Linked DNA regions of Mus musculus: region 2 is linked to region 1. The links are chromatin contacts, called in public ChIA-PET maps. All regions are on one chromosome and are shown on one strand. The core of a region is the stretch at or near the end of the contact, and the rest is flanking DNA. Distances in the headings are between cores, read along the strand shown.

Evidence for each region. ChIA-PET counts read pairs in DNA pulled down with a chosen protein or histone mark.
Region 2: an RNA polymerase II ChIA-PET map of effector CD8 T cells shows a contact between it and region 1, with 138 read pairs. The contact joins the enhancer-like site here to the promoter of Mthfd1 in region 1. A contact is called at or near these places in 3 of 39 promoter capture datasets (embryonic stem cells, liver and macrophages), 2 of 15 datasets of contacts at CTCF or cohesin (CD8 T cells and stem cell-derived epiblast-like cells), 13 of 484 Hi-C or Micro-C datasets (the G1E-ER4 cell line, the HL-1 cell line, Sertoli cells and 7 more), 9 of 115 datasets of contacts at active chromatin or transcription factors (the HPC-7 cell line, the SCID.adh cell line, effector CD8 T cells and 5 more) and 4 of 9 other capture datasets (adipose tissue, embryonic stem cells, liver and 1 more).

The regions. Positions count from the first base shown.
Region 1 is chr12:76,249,614-76,256,601 of GRCm38.p6, reverse strand. Mthfd1 (methylenetetrahydrofolate dehydrogenase (NADP+ dependent), methenyltetrahydrofolate cyclohydrolase, formyltetrahydrofolate synthase) reads right to left here and starts at 1,370. Exons shown (of 28, transcript NM_138745.2): 1 at 1,058-1,370. The coding sequence starts at 1,098.
Region 2 is chr12:76,303,221-76,310,185 of GRCm38.p6, reverse strand. It overlaps Mthfd1 (methylenetetrahydrofolate dehydrogenase (NADP+ dependent), methenyltetrahydrofolate cyclohydrolase, formyltetrahydrofolate synthase), which reads right to left. Exons shown (of 28, transcript NM_138745.2): 20 at 6,441-6,552; 21 at 6,205-6,344; 22 at 2,923-2,964. It overlaps Gm40443 (a long non-coding RNA gene), which reads left to right. Exons shown (of 3, transcript XR_001780628.2): 3 at 1-345. Among named protein-coding and RNA genes, the nearest start is that of Gm40443, 16 kb to the left of the region's middle. Within about 2 kb of position 2,020, at least 135 of the 459 cell types and tissues checked have an H3K27ac peak or open chromatin away from gene starts, as enhancers often do. A contact at or near this core is called in CD8 T cells, the HPC-7 cell line, Sertoli cells and 7 more, where this site is marked.

The DNA.
Region 1 (6,988 bases), core at 121-2,620:
ACCTTCAGCAAGTTCACAAAAACAGACCTTTCTCTCTCCTCAGCAGTCCCCAACACTCACTCCCTAAACAAAAAGCAAGGAATGTAGCCCAGATGTTATGCACACTTTCGGGCTCCACACTTAGGGGCTCAATTCCCAGCCCTCTCTCCCAAACAGCAAAAGGGTGCTACTCTCTGGGACGACACTTGGCAAACATTCCCACTAGTTAAGCATTTAAATCTGCACGGCCAGAACAGGTGGTCTGACGGAATATGGAATAGGGTCAGCACACAAGAGCCAAACTGAAAAGTAACTTTAGCGCCAGGACGGATAGGTAGGCTGTTAAAGGGTAGAGCAAGCGAGCGCTGGCGTAGTAGCTGAGTGGTGCGGCGCTTGCCTTGCCTGTGCGATACCTTGGAAGTGAAGCCGGCGGGGTGAAAGAGAAAAAAAGACAGCATTTGGTGTAATGAGGAATGCGCTGAATTAGAGGAAACCCTCTAGGCCAGGTGTGGTAGCCCAAGCCATTAATCCCAGCACTCAGGAGGCAGAGGCAGGAGGGGATCTCTGTGAGTTCAAGATCAGCATGGTCTACAGAGTAAGTTGCAGGACAGCCAGGGCTCCGTGGAGAGACCCTTTGTCAGAAAACAAACAAACAAAAAATTAGAAAGAGACCCTCTCTCTGATTTGACCAATCACCCGTGTCAAATCTTGCCACAACCGAATCACCACCAAATTGCCAGACAAGCGGCTATGCTGGGTTTCTGAGGTTGGACTCCTCAGGTAGCCCGTGTCTAGGCAGAATGATGCCAGCAGCTACACTTTTGAGAACAAGGTCAGGTCAGGACTTGCCGCCAAACCTAGGAATGCAGCCACCCCAGGCAGTCTATTGCAATTGCACATTGGGCCGGGCATGTGTTTCTCTGGCTTCAGGAAACCAGTCTTCAGATTCTAGGAGCCCGTGTCGATGTCCTCTCTTCCCGCAAACCCCATCTAAGCACCTCTCCTGCAGAGCCCAGGCGCTTGGGGATCTGCACGCCCTGCTCTGAGCCCACCACCACTATCACTGGCAAGTACTTACGCAGAAACCAGTTTCCCGTTCAGGATTCCCGCTGGTGCCATGGCCTTTGCTAGTCTGCCACCCACGGTGAACACCAGCAAAAATCAGGTTCCAGTCGCTCCGCGCGCGCAGGACAGCACAACCCACGTGCTCAGGGACCTCCCGGGAGAAATCAGCTAGTGCGCCTGCGTCGCGCTCAGCAGCGAAGGTGCGCAGGCGACCCGGAAAGACGTCGTGACCCGCTGACAGAGGAGGCCCAGGAGCGTCTGCGGGAGCCGGTGGGCCCAGGCAGCAAGAGGGTTGTCACCAAAGACTGGTTGGCGGCAATGACTGGCTGCGGAAAGAGCCTGTGTGGAGCCCGCCTCTGATGAGCCGGGAGCTTCCCGCCTCGCTTTTAGCCAATCAGAGATAGTGTGTAGGGGGCGCGGTGGAACTGGGCGGAGTCCGGGCAGGAATGGGCCTGTCTGAGCAAGTTTGCGTGACCTAGGTTGCGGCGACAGAGTCCTGCAAAGCAGTGTGATTTTGGATCGTACTGGCTTCTCCGGGCAGGATCTTGGAGGCCTTAAGCTGATTCCGGCTACTGACCTGGAGCAGGCAATGCGGCTTTCCACGTTGTCATAGGCCCTAGCTTTCAGAGTGTGGTGGGGAACACCTGGGATAACTGCCTCTCTGTTACCCTCCTAGCAAGAGTGAGGCTATCCTTAACGAGGCAATTGTGTCCCTCTGGTTAGCCATCTGCGGAGGAAGCACTCCAGGGAATTGCTTTTCCACCAGCCAGAGTAGAAATTTGTTTCCGGGGAAAGAGATTTCAGAGATCACCTTGCAGGACTGAAGCCAAGACAGTAATGGACAGGTCCACACCTCGACCTTCACTGTTCAACTCTATATCAAGTCTGACTCTTTACTTAAACCTCAGTTTCATATTAGAACTCAGAAGATAAGACTTCTCTTTGTCCCTCTTCCCAATGTGGCCGTATTGAATAAATCTCCTTTTTCTATATCTTACCATTACTTGTTTAATCGACTTATTAAGGATGGTGACTAACCTGGTTTATTAGATTCTCAGAGCCCAGGGTCTGGCTCGCAATTCTAGTAACAGCAGGGACGATCAATCCACAGCCTTGACATAGAGACAAGTTCGCTACTACTGAACCCAGCCTTCCATAACTAAAACCTGCTATCCTCCCAGGGTTGAAGCCCAAAAGCAGGCTCAGCCCAGCAGCTAAGAGGGACCTCAGAGCAGAAGCGTGGGGCTTCATCAGCGTGAAGGGAGCAGAGTTCAGGACGAGTGATCCTCTGGTCTCAGCGGACCAAATCAGTATTGAAGCAGAGACTACTTTGTTCATCAGCTAGATGCCAGCAAGGCTGGCATCCCTCCCCATTTGCCCTGGTGCAGAAATGAGTTTGGCCATGTCCTCGGGAGCCTGGTGGTAGAGGAATACATCAGAGCCACTGCCTTGACTTTGCTTTTTCTGCCGCTGGAACTGGGCTGGATTCTTACTGTTGGGTTCGAGGTACAAGCCGAGAAAACTTATTTCAGACTCAGGAAGCTTAAAAATGAAAGCTTTATTCTCTGAGCGCTCAGGAAGGCAGCCAGTTCAGGACCTGAAACATGTCCCAGGAAGGATACTGTACAACATTTTAAAAGGATGGGAACACAAAGTGAGAAGTGAGCTGGGGTGAGCTGGGGTGAGCTGCAGTGTTATCCAATTGTATTTTGGTTGACATTTTGGCTTAAGCAAGGGAGTACCCGCTGGAGACTGGGTGAATCCAAGGGACCTGACTTCAAGGTCCTTAATTCATTCTCCTGAACTTTAGGTCTGGAGCTCAGAGTGATAAGGGGACAAAGGAGCTGATCAGCTGCATGTAGTTAACTAGAGCAGGACAGGTGATTGGTTATATATTTTTATAACATATGTACCTTGGTTTAGAAAAACAGCAATTTCTATATTCTTTACCTGTTAACAGACAGTTAAGAAAACATTTGGAGAAGTGGGGTAGGTGTTCGCTCCTAGGTTGTTTGACCCTGCCAACAAGATGGAGAAGTTGTCCTTGAGATGGCTGGATTCAGACAACTGCCTCCTTACAAGCTGTCCCTGAGATGTCTGGATTCAGACAGCTGTTCACAGCAGAAGCTGTTCAGCTATAGGGAAGTCCCAAGCTGCCCTAGGGCCTGGTACATTGGATTTAGTTTTTCCCTATAAATGCTAATCTGTAAACAAAATGTTAGTTTTTAGAATAAGTTTCTTTGGCTCCTTCCCAACATTACCGTTGTCTGGCTACAGTTTCCCCACATTGTTCTACAGATAAGTCCTTCCTTAGAACATCACCACATGGCTATGGATTTAGCAACCATTGTTAGAGTGGCTTGTTTCAACCAATGGCAGGACATGTGGCTGCCCCCACCCCCACTTCCCATCCCCCACCCCCCACCCCAACCTTTCTGCCCTAGGAATTAACCCAGGGCCTGGCATGCTAGCTAGGCAAGGGGCTTCTACCAGCAGCTAAGTTCCCCCATGCCAGGGCACAGTTTGCACTGAATTTGTTGTTGTTGGGCTTTTTTTTTTTCCTGTACTAATGTGTGTATTTTAGTTTGTGACTTTTGCCTGAAATCTGGGATTGTTTTACATTACATCCATATATAGTTAGATAATCTCTGTTTTATTTCATTAGCAGTTTAACTCAAGTCTAATATGTAGACTGAAAGAAACATTTTCCCATTTTAAAGAATGCAAGTGTATGGTTTTTAGTTTACAATGTTTACATTTACAGAGCTGTGTAACTGTCACCATGATATAATTAGAAAATTGACACTGTCTTCATTGTTGGTTGGGGTTTTTTTTGGGGGGGGGTATCCAACCCAGGGCTTCTACTATGGTTAAACATGAGTTCTACTAATAAACTACAGCTCCAGCCCCTCCTTTACTATTCTTGGGGGGGGGCTTTTTTAAAGACAAGGTTTCTCTGTGTAGCCTTGGCTGTCCTGGAACTTGATCTGTAGACCAAACTGGCCTGGAACTCACAGAGATCTGCCTGTTTCTGCCTCCTGAGTGCTGGCATTAAAGCAAAGAAAAAGAGAGAAAGTAGTTCTGGCTCAGTGGTTAAGAGCTTTTGGTGCTTTTGAAGAAGACCCAGGCTTGGTTCCCAGCACCCACACAGCAGACTATAACCACCTACAACTCCAGTTCTAGGCCACCCAACTTCCTCTTCTGACATCCATGGCTCCTGCACACACAAATTATACATACACAAATAAGGTTTCTTTTCTTCTTTCCCTTTTATCTTTAAATATTTATTTATTTATTATATGTAAGTACACTGTAGCTGGCTTCAGACACTCCAGAAGAGGGTGTCAGATCTCATTATGGGTGGTTGTGAGCCACCATGTGGTTGCTGGGATTTGAACTCAGGACCTCTGGAAGAGCAGTCAGTGCTCTCAACCGCTGAGCCATCTCTCCAGTCCCCAGGGATTTTTAAATGCAAGAAAATGGTTCATAGATTGCAGTTAGTGTTTCTGAATATTGGATTTCAAAGAAGATTTTCACTAATTTAGCTACTTTGTTGGTGAGAAAGAGGCCCAAGCCTCATTTAACAGGTAGGGAAATGGTCTTAAGCCCATAAGCCCAAGGCACAAAGCTATGACTAGGTTAGGCCCCGAACCTTGATGCCTCATCCCTAAGGTATTGCCTCTGCCCTCTAAGCAGACTGGTTTTCAGCTCTGTATAACCTGTAAAATTCATTCATCGAGCAAGTAACTGTTGAACAGCCATTTCCTGACAATAATTCTGCTCCAAATGCTGACAGCACCTGAGAGAGCTGAGCATCACAGTAAATTATATTCTGGTGGAGGATACAAACATCGATTAAATATGTAATTTTAGAGATGAAAGAATAGCCATGTTATTATTTATTTATTTTTCTGCGCTAGGGACAAAAGCTAAGATCTTGTACTCGGTGGGCAAATGTTACACTGGTTGCTAAGTGACACCCCTAGCCCAAAGACATGCTATTAAAAAAAAAAGTCAGATGAGCCAGTGTGTTAGTAACTTTTCTGTTACTGTGATAAAACACTATGACCAAAGCAATTTATAGAAAGAAGGTTTTATTTGGGGCTTATGGTTCCAGAGGGTCCATCACTATCACAGGAAGCATGAGAGCAGCAGTGATGAGCTCACATGTCAAACCCCTAACAGGAAGCAGATAATTCACAGGAAAAGGCAAAAGGCTTTAAAACCTCAAAGCCTTCTCCCAGGGACATACCTTCTTCAACAATACTTCCTAATCTTCCACTCACTGGGAAACAAAGTATCCAACCATCTGAGCTTGGAGGGCTTTCAATCCACCACAGTCGGGCAGAGTAGTATGCACCAGGGAGGCAGAGGCAGGTGAACCTCTGAGTTTAAGGCCAGCCTGGTCCACAGAGCAAGTTTCAGGACAGCCAGGGCTTCACAAAGAAATCTTTTCTTGAAAAACAACAAAAGGAAAAACCAAGGAACTGAGAGAGGGAGAGAGGGAGGGGGAAGGGGAGGAGGAATGGAAGGGAGAAGGGGAGGGGGAGGAGAAGGGGGAGGGGGAGGGGAAGGGGGAAGGGGAGGGGAAGGGAGAGGGAGAGGGAGGGGGGAGAGGGAGAGGGCACTAAAAGGATAGGTGCTCATATCAGAAGGGGATGGGAAATGATATTTTAATGTTTTTGTTTTGTTTTTTGTCTACTTACACTGTGGAAGGTTGAAACTCACACAACACACGTGCTAGGCAAGCACACAACCAATGTTCCCCACGCTCAGTCTAAGTGCCCTGCTTACAAGTGTAGTAAGAGAAGTTTCTCTGGGCATCTGGTGTGAGAGAAACCGGACTCAGAGGGGGGCTTGGAGTGTGAGAGAGAAAGCAAGGACTTGGCCTGAGTGACTAGGCAGGTAGAACTGCCATTTTAACTTTTTTGGTGAAAGGATCATACTGGGGGACAAGACTCTCAAAGAGAATCGATTAAATTAAAATGTTCTTAGATGCCTCCTGGACATCCAGTCCCTAGAACATTTCAATGTTTAGAATTCCAGGAGATGGGTAGGGGAGGTGGCCCCATGGGTAAAAACACATGCCATGCAAGCCCGCCAACCTGAGTTCCAACCCAGACCAAAGTGAAAAGCAGAGTGCAGTGACCCGGAGTTCTTCCTGTGAGTCAGAGGGAGAAACAAGAGAGGCACGTAGAAGCTGGACACCCCGAAAACAATGGAAGACTCTGCCTCAAAACAGGGTGGAAAGAGAGAACTGACTTCTGAGAGTTATCCTTTGACCTCCACACGAAGGTTTGGGGTGCACACACACACACACACACACAAAGAATGTAATGTCAGTCCAGCTGCTCCTCAGGATACAATACCACACAGCTGCTCTACCTCTGTCTCAGCCACCCACTGGTGCACTGCTGAGACACTGTCTATTCGTCTCTAGCTAAAACTTCCAGGCAAGAGGAGTGAGTTTACATCCAAGTGGGTCTGAGTGGACTACACATCCTACTTCCCACATCTTTCTCTGCCTCCTGCCTGGGAGTCAGAGATCTGCCACAGGCTTGTGCCTGTACCTATCCTTAGTACAGTGTAAGAAGAGAATCCCGCTTCTGCCTCCTGAGCCCTGACTTCCTCTCTTCAGCGTCTTCACCATGCAGTTTCATCTCTGGTTCTGGAGTCTTAACTCCTGTTGTCTCTGTTTATCTGTCCATGGCACTGATAGCTCTTCTAATCAATAATCCATCCCAGTGTCTCCTTGAGCCCCCATATGAGACCTTTCACCACATATATCATATATACTTTTTAATTTGTTTACTTTTATTTTACATGCATGGGTGTTCCACCTGCATGTATGTCTGTGTACAGTTTGTGTTTGCATGCCGGGTGCCCCAGGAGGCCAGAACAGTTTGTCAGATGCCATGGAACTGGAGTTACTCAGACGGTCCTA
Region 2 (6,965 bases), core at 771-3,270, 53 kb before region 1:
CCCAAGTCAGGCAACTCACATCAGCCTGTAACCCCAGCGCTATGGCTCATCCTCTTCTGGTCTCTTCAGACACTCCCAACCTCCACCCTATGCACGCGCCTGCACACGGAGACACGTGAATAAAAATAAGCTTAAAAGAAAAGCCAGGGCTGGAGAGATGGCTCAGCAGTTGAGGCACTGACTGTTCTTACAAGGGGCTCTAAGACAACCACCTAAAATTCCAGTTCCTGGAGATCCGATGTCCTCTTCTGCCTCTGAGGGAGCCAGACATGGGTATGATATGCATGCATACATGAAGTACTTCCCATGTACACATACAAAACATAGAGGTTTTAAAAAAAAAAACCCAGCGTAAAAATGATTATTAGGGGCTGAGGCTATAGCTGAGTTGGCAGAGTGCTTGCTTAGACGCATGAAGTCCTCAGTTTGACTCTCCGCACATATGCCAGCTGTGGTGGCACATGCCCATGACCCTAGCACATGACAACATGAAGCAAAGGAGGGCCAAAGGATGCCAAAGTAGGCAAAACCTTCCTACACATAGATCAATCTTGAGTAAGAGTTTGTTCTGGGCAATGTACTGATAGTCTCATTCATATGAGAAATATTACTTATTTAATTTTAAAAACCATCTACTTACTTGTTTATCTATCTATCTATCTATCTATCTATCTATCTATCTGTCTATCTATTCTTTATGTGTACTGGTGTTCTGCATGTCTGTGAGAGGCTGCCAGATACCCTGGAACCAGAGTTACAGATGGCTGTGAGCTGCCATGTGGGTGCTGGAAAATGAACTCAGGCCCCGTGGAAGAGCAGCCACTGTGCTTAACCACTGAGCCGTATTTATTTAATTCTTAAAAATAAAAGCTTTTTTAAAAAATGTAATTATTTTGTATATATAGGTGTTTGCCTGCATGTTTGTGCACCATGTGTATGCAGTGTCCCTGGAAGCCAGAGGAGGGGGTTGGCTCCTCTCTGGGACTGGAGTGACAGATGGTTGTGACCCACTATGTGGGTACCTGGAATCAAAGTCGGGTCCTCTGGAAGAGAAGCCAGTGCTCTTAACCACTACCTACTTATTTCCTGACAGGACCTTACTATATTTTCTGGGCTCTTGTGATCCTCCTGCCTCATCCTCTTAAATGTGGGGATTATAGGAGTATGCCACCATTTTTGTCTTGAAACATACTTTAAAGACTTTCTTCCTTCTGGTTTTTGTTTTTTTTTACTCTGTAGCTCTGACTGTCCTGAAACTCACGATGTAGACCAGGCTGGCCTTGAACTCACAGAGATCTGCCTCCCAAGTACTTGGATGAAAGGCACGTGCCACCAAGCATGGCTATTTGTTATTTTCAAAATTATACTCATTTGTGTATGCCCCCCACGGTGGCTTGTACCATGGTATGAGTGTGACAATCAAAGGTCAGTTTGCAGGGGCTGGCTCTCTCCTTCCACTAGGTATGTCCCCCAAAATTTAACTATCTATGTAGATCTAGATGAATGGATGGATGGGCATGGGGCCTCATGTCGCCCAGGCCCGCCTTAGACCTGCTATAAAGTCAAGGATTTTGGTCCCACTCCTTCCTCTTTCCAAGGGTGCCAACACTGACACTAAGGCCCTGGCTTGCCTGGCCTTGCTCAGTAGTAGGGAGTAAGCCCAAAGCTTCGTGCGTGCATGAAGTACAATCATACTACCAACTAAGCTATCAAGCAGCTTGTGAGGCCCTTTCATTGTAATCTGAGATCAAGATTAATCTGACGATTTAAAGCACACTCTTGTTTTTTACCTCTAGTCACATAAAAAAAAAAAAAAACAATATATAAGACCGACTGAGAACAGTTTTAAATAAGCCGAATTTCTTAAATGAAGACACCAGCTGGGCCAGTTCGGGGCAGTCACTGTAATTAGACACAGGAAAGGCTGTGGGGTAGCAGGAGGGCCAGAGCTGTGAATTCCCCTCCTACGCCTGACTCACACAGATGACCATAAAAGGCAAATCACAGCTCAGAAGACAGGCAGACTCAAGGCACCAACCATCTTTTTTTCCAGTCAATTTTGCAAACTTCATCTGGGGGCCGTACACCGACCGTGCACTGCCTGATAACGTAAGAGCTTCCCTCCAGGACAGAGAAATTGAATCAACAGTGACAGCAGCTGACCCTGCATCTAATCAAAGGCCCATCGGTTATGTAATCACTCACAGTGGCCCTAGGGATATTTCTTTGATGGTAAATGATATCAGTATGAAGAAGAAGAAAAAAAAGAGCTCAGAACTGTTCTTTGAGCTCCTGCCCAATAGACCGAATCCATGTACAGAAGACGTGCCTCCAAACTCAACCAGGACATTTACTGGCTCTATCTCAGGTCTTTGATTTAGGTTTGAATTTGCAGAAGGAAAGGTTATTTCTAAAGCTCTCTTCTTGCTTGATTTAAGTGGCATTTATGACTTCTGCGTGACAGTCTAGAGCAGGGCTTCGTAACTCCAGCATTACTGTCATTTTTATTACTGGGGTGGGGTGTCTTACACACCACAGCAGTTTAACAACCATCTCTGTCTTTTACCTATCAGATGCCAGTAACACTTTTGGAAGTAGTTGTAACAAGCAGAAATGACTCTCTCTAGGTAGGTATGAGGTGCATGCTCTAATCATAACACTGGAGTTCAAGGCCAGCCTAGACTACTTAACGAGATCCCCATCTCTAACGAATAGCAACATAAAGCTTCTAGATACAGCTTTGTTCCCCAGGAGCAAACTGCCAAATTTAGTCACTGCTATTTCCTTAATGTGATTCCCAGGGCACTGCAGGCTTTGTCCTCAACACCCCAAGGACCTCCCCACCTTTTGCCTTCCAGATTAAGACATGCCGATTTTGGATGCGGTTTCCTAGGACAACTGATCGGAAATAATTGTAGTTACCTCTTCTGTGTAAGCCTTGGGAAGAGGCAGTCCAGCGGTGACCTAGAAGATAGGATAGAAAGTCAGCCACGTTTCCTACTCACTGTTGGCACTAAAGTGGTGCTCAGTACACTGACAGGCAAGTGGCTGCACTCCCCAAAGAGTAATGGGCAGCAGTGTGAAGCTGTTTCCTGCTCAACAGGCTTGGAATGTGAGACTGTAGAGCTTCGAGCAGTCAGGTGTTTCTTTGTGATGCGAGATTGGGTGGGGGTAGGGTATGGCACAGATGGATGAATGCCAAGGTAGACAGAAATATGCTGTGGCAGAACACTGATCCCAGGGAATGAAGCACACACCAGTGGAATGGAAGTAAGGGTGAGCATGGGGGGGAAAAAAGACAGCCACCAACCCTGAAAGTCACTACTGATGTCTAAGGTCAGGCCTGTAAGGAGCGTGGTTGCTCGTGCCTTGGCAGAAGGTGGGGTGGTGGGTGGGCTGTGATGTCGGAATAATGAAGAGGGGGAAAACAAGAGCCAGTGTGTGCCTGGACCCCCTACCACTCAGAAGATGGAAGCAGGAATCACTACAAGCTCCTCATCAACGTAGCAGTTAGAGGGCAGCCTGAGCCCAAGAAAAGGGGCTGGGGGCACAACGGCAGACTTTCTTCCTCTGAGGTAGAGCAGACTCAGAGGTATATAAACTCTAAAGCAGTTAGCCCATTGTGTCGCTAGGAGGAAGGGCCTGGGTCCTGATCTAGGGAGCTGGCTCAACCCTACTGTATGGTACACCAAATGGCTCAAGGTTGACTTAGTGGTCACTGTAGGCAACATGGTGATTAAAAAGCGTCTAGCTGGGTCTTCTACTCTCCAGGAAGACTGAGGTCTGCATGTCCAGTCTATGGGGTTGTGACTCTTGAAGGGCCACGTGGAAGAGAAACAGGAAGCAGTGTCCGTCCACGTAACTTCCCACACGTCTGGCTCCAGGGCAGCGCTGGACAGGCAAAGCCTCCTTTCAGGACTGCCAGGGTAGGGGCTCAGACTCCCTGGCAGGTCCAACCTTTTGACTTTGCAACATAATATTGTCTCCTATACAGTTCACACTCAAGAGTTAAAAAAAAAAGCCCCCCCTTTTTTTATGACTGCCTATCTAACCCCTTCCACAGGCTTGTGCTTGGCCCTAATTGATATTAAAAAAAAACAACAACAACAACAACAACAAAACCAACAAAAAAAACCAGTGTCAACCAGTTATTTATAAATCCAAATCCAATTTTCAGTGTTTTGGGGGAGTTTAAGGCTTTGTGGGTTTCTCGCTTAGCTGCCCTTGCTCACGCCACGGTGTGAGGATGGTGACTGAAGTCTATCTGAGACAGGAATGCTGGGTAGGATCAGAAGAATACAGCATTCCTCGCAGAAAGGGGTGTCCTAGGTTGGCAAAGTCTAGTCAGGGGCAACACGGCTAAGGACTACCAGAGGTCATGGTGAGGGTTAGGAAAGTGCCTTCACATGGTATGCTCAGGGGGCCCAAGGCCAAAACTATTTCCCTAAAGGAGCCTTCACTTTCTCACTGAGTGGACAACAATCTCTCCAAAGAGAACCTACCGTTTCTAGTGAACCAGACATAGAAGAGACAGGAAGAGTGGACAGTGCCTATATTTTGTCTCAGAAAATATAATAGCTTTTCATTTAAAGTGCTTTTTATGTCAACATGTAACTCAGTTCCAATTTCAAATATATTAAATATTAATAGCTATAATGCATATAAATAAAAGTTTTTTCTTAGGCCTTCAATAATTTTTAAGTGTACAAAGAGGCTGTAAAGGCCTGGTAGTAAAATTTTGTCAGACATATGCAAAGCTGCGGCTTCACTCCCCAGCGTAAGCTGGTAGTTCGAATAGGTACAAGCCTTCTCAGACTAATGTGTTTAAATGCTTGACCATGGGGTGTGGCGCGATTAGGAGATGTGGCCTTGTTGGAGGAAGTGTGATCCTGTGGAGGCGGGCTTTGAGGTCATTCAGGCTCAAGCTTCACCTAGTGTGGCACACAGTCTCCTTCTGCTGCCTGTGGATCAGGAAGTCGGACTCTCAGCTCCTTCTCCAGCACCATGTCTCTCTGCATGCCACTGAGTCCCACCCACGGTGGTAACAGACTAAACCTCAGAAACTGTAAGCCAGCCCCAATTAACGGTTTTCGTTTATGAGAGCTGCTGTGGTCATGGTGTCTCTCTCTTCACAGCAATAGAACCCAAACTAAGACAGTCCCCCGCTCCTGAAAACAAAGAAAAAAAAATCCAAAACACTTGAGAATTGCTATATAAGAACAAATGTATGCCACTGCACCAAGAAATAGATTCTATTCTGTAGACAAGGGAGGTCTTGTTCTCTAAGTTACAATACCGATGCCTAAGGAACAGAAATTTAACCCTAAAATAAACAGTACAAAAAACTTTACATGAAGAAAAGATGTGGAGCCAGGTGTGCTGCTACATTTAATCCCAGCACTCAGGAGGCAGAGGGAGGAGGAGGAGGAGGAGGAGGAGGAGGAGGAGGAGGAGGAGGAGGAGGAAGAGGAGGAGGAGGAGGAGGAGGGCGTGAGTGAGCCTGGTCTACAGAGTGAATTCTAGGACAACCAGGGCTACACAGAGAAACCCTGTCTCAAAAGGCAAGCAAGCAAACAAACAAACAAGAAGAGAAGAGATGGGAAAATACTTAAGTGTAATTTCTAAGCAATAGGAGTTCAGGAGAATTCACCGAGTGCAGGTTGGAGCTGATTCTGGGCGAGCCCACCCTTTGCCCATACCAGCCAGAGGTCCTGTCATTCTCCTTCATGGCCTCCGGCAGCCACATCGACCTACTGCAGGCTCTCAGAACCCTGCCAGCCAGCACTGCTACTCACAAGCTGAATTCTGCTTTTCAGCTCAGTGCTTGGCTGGCTGGCTGCCAGCATCAATATTAAGAAGGAAAATTGGATTTGGATTTATAAATAACTGGTTGACACTGGTTTTTTTTGTTGGTTTTGTTGTTGTTGTTGTTTTTTAATATCAATAGGGCCAAGCACAAGCCTGTGGAGGGGGTTAGATAGGCAGTCATAAAGACAGTTTGGGTCTCCTCAAAATGCTGCAAGAGGATCTGTCCCTGAAGGTGACGGAGCCTGTGTATGGCCACCCCCTGGCTTTTGGCACCCTATCCAGCATGAGGATAAATAAGAGCAGTGGAAAGCAGGCAGACCCAGAGATATGTCATGAAATTTCCTTCAAGCACCTGGAAGGTTCCTAATAGCCACTCTCCCAGTCCCTGGTCCTCACCGTGGGGCCACCCCCGTGCATCTTAAGGGCCCTGACAGTGGCAACCAGAACCACCACGTGTGGCTGGAGACCAGAATACCGGCACTTGATGTTGAAGAACTTTTCCATTCCTATGTCTGCTCCGAATCCAGCTTCCGTTACTGCAAGGGAGAGGAGCAACTGTAAACCACCAGGGCCACTCTGTGATATAAGATAAACTCATCATGGCCGCCCACTGAGGATGCAGGAGAACTCACCTACGAAGCCCTCAGGGCCTACCAGCTTGAGTGCAATCCGGTCTGCAATGATGGAGGAATTCCCGTGTGCAATGTTGGCGAAAGGCCCGGCATGGACAAACACTGGCGTGCCCTGTGGAGACCATGACGTCATGAGCAAATGCCAACCTGGCTTCATAATGGAGCCACAGGAGCCAAAGGGCTAGGATTTAGCTGGAATTTGGGGGGGGGGGGGACCTTCTGGGAGGAAAATCTCCAAAAATTACCACCCCCTTTCCACAGCAGTGCCGGGAATTAAATCCAGGGCCTTTAGCATGCCAAGTAAATTCTCAGCCACTGACCTACATCTCCAGCCCCAAAGGCATCTATTTTATTTCAGTTACACCCCCTCACCTCAGCTACAGTAAGAAGGAAAGTAAGGAAAGATATGAACAGTAGAAAAGGTTTCTATGGGATAGCAAGATGGCTCACTGGATAAAGGAGATTGCCTTGCAAGCTTAGAGACCTGAGTTCAAATTCCAAAGCCCAAGTAAAAGTACCAGGAGA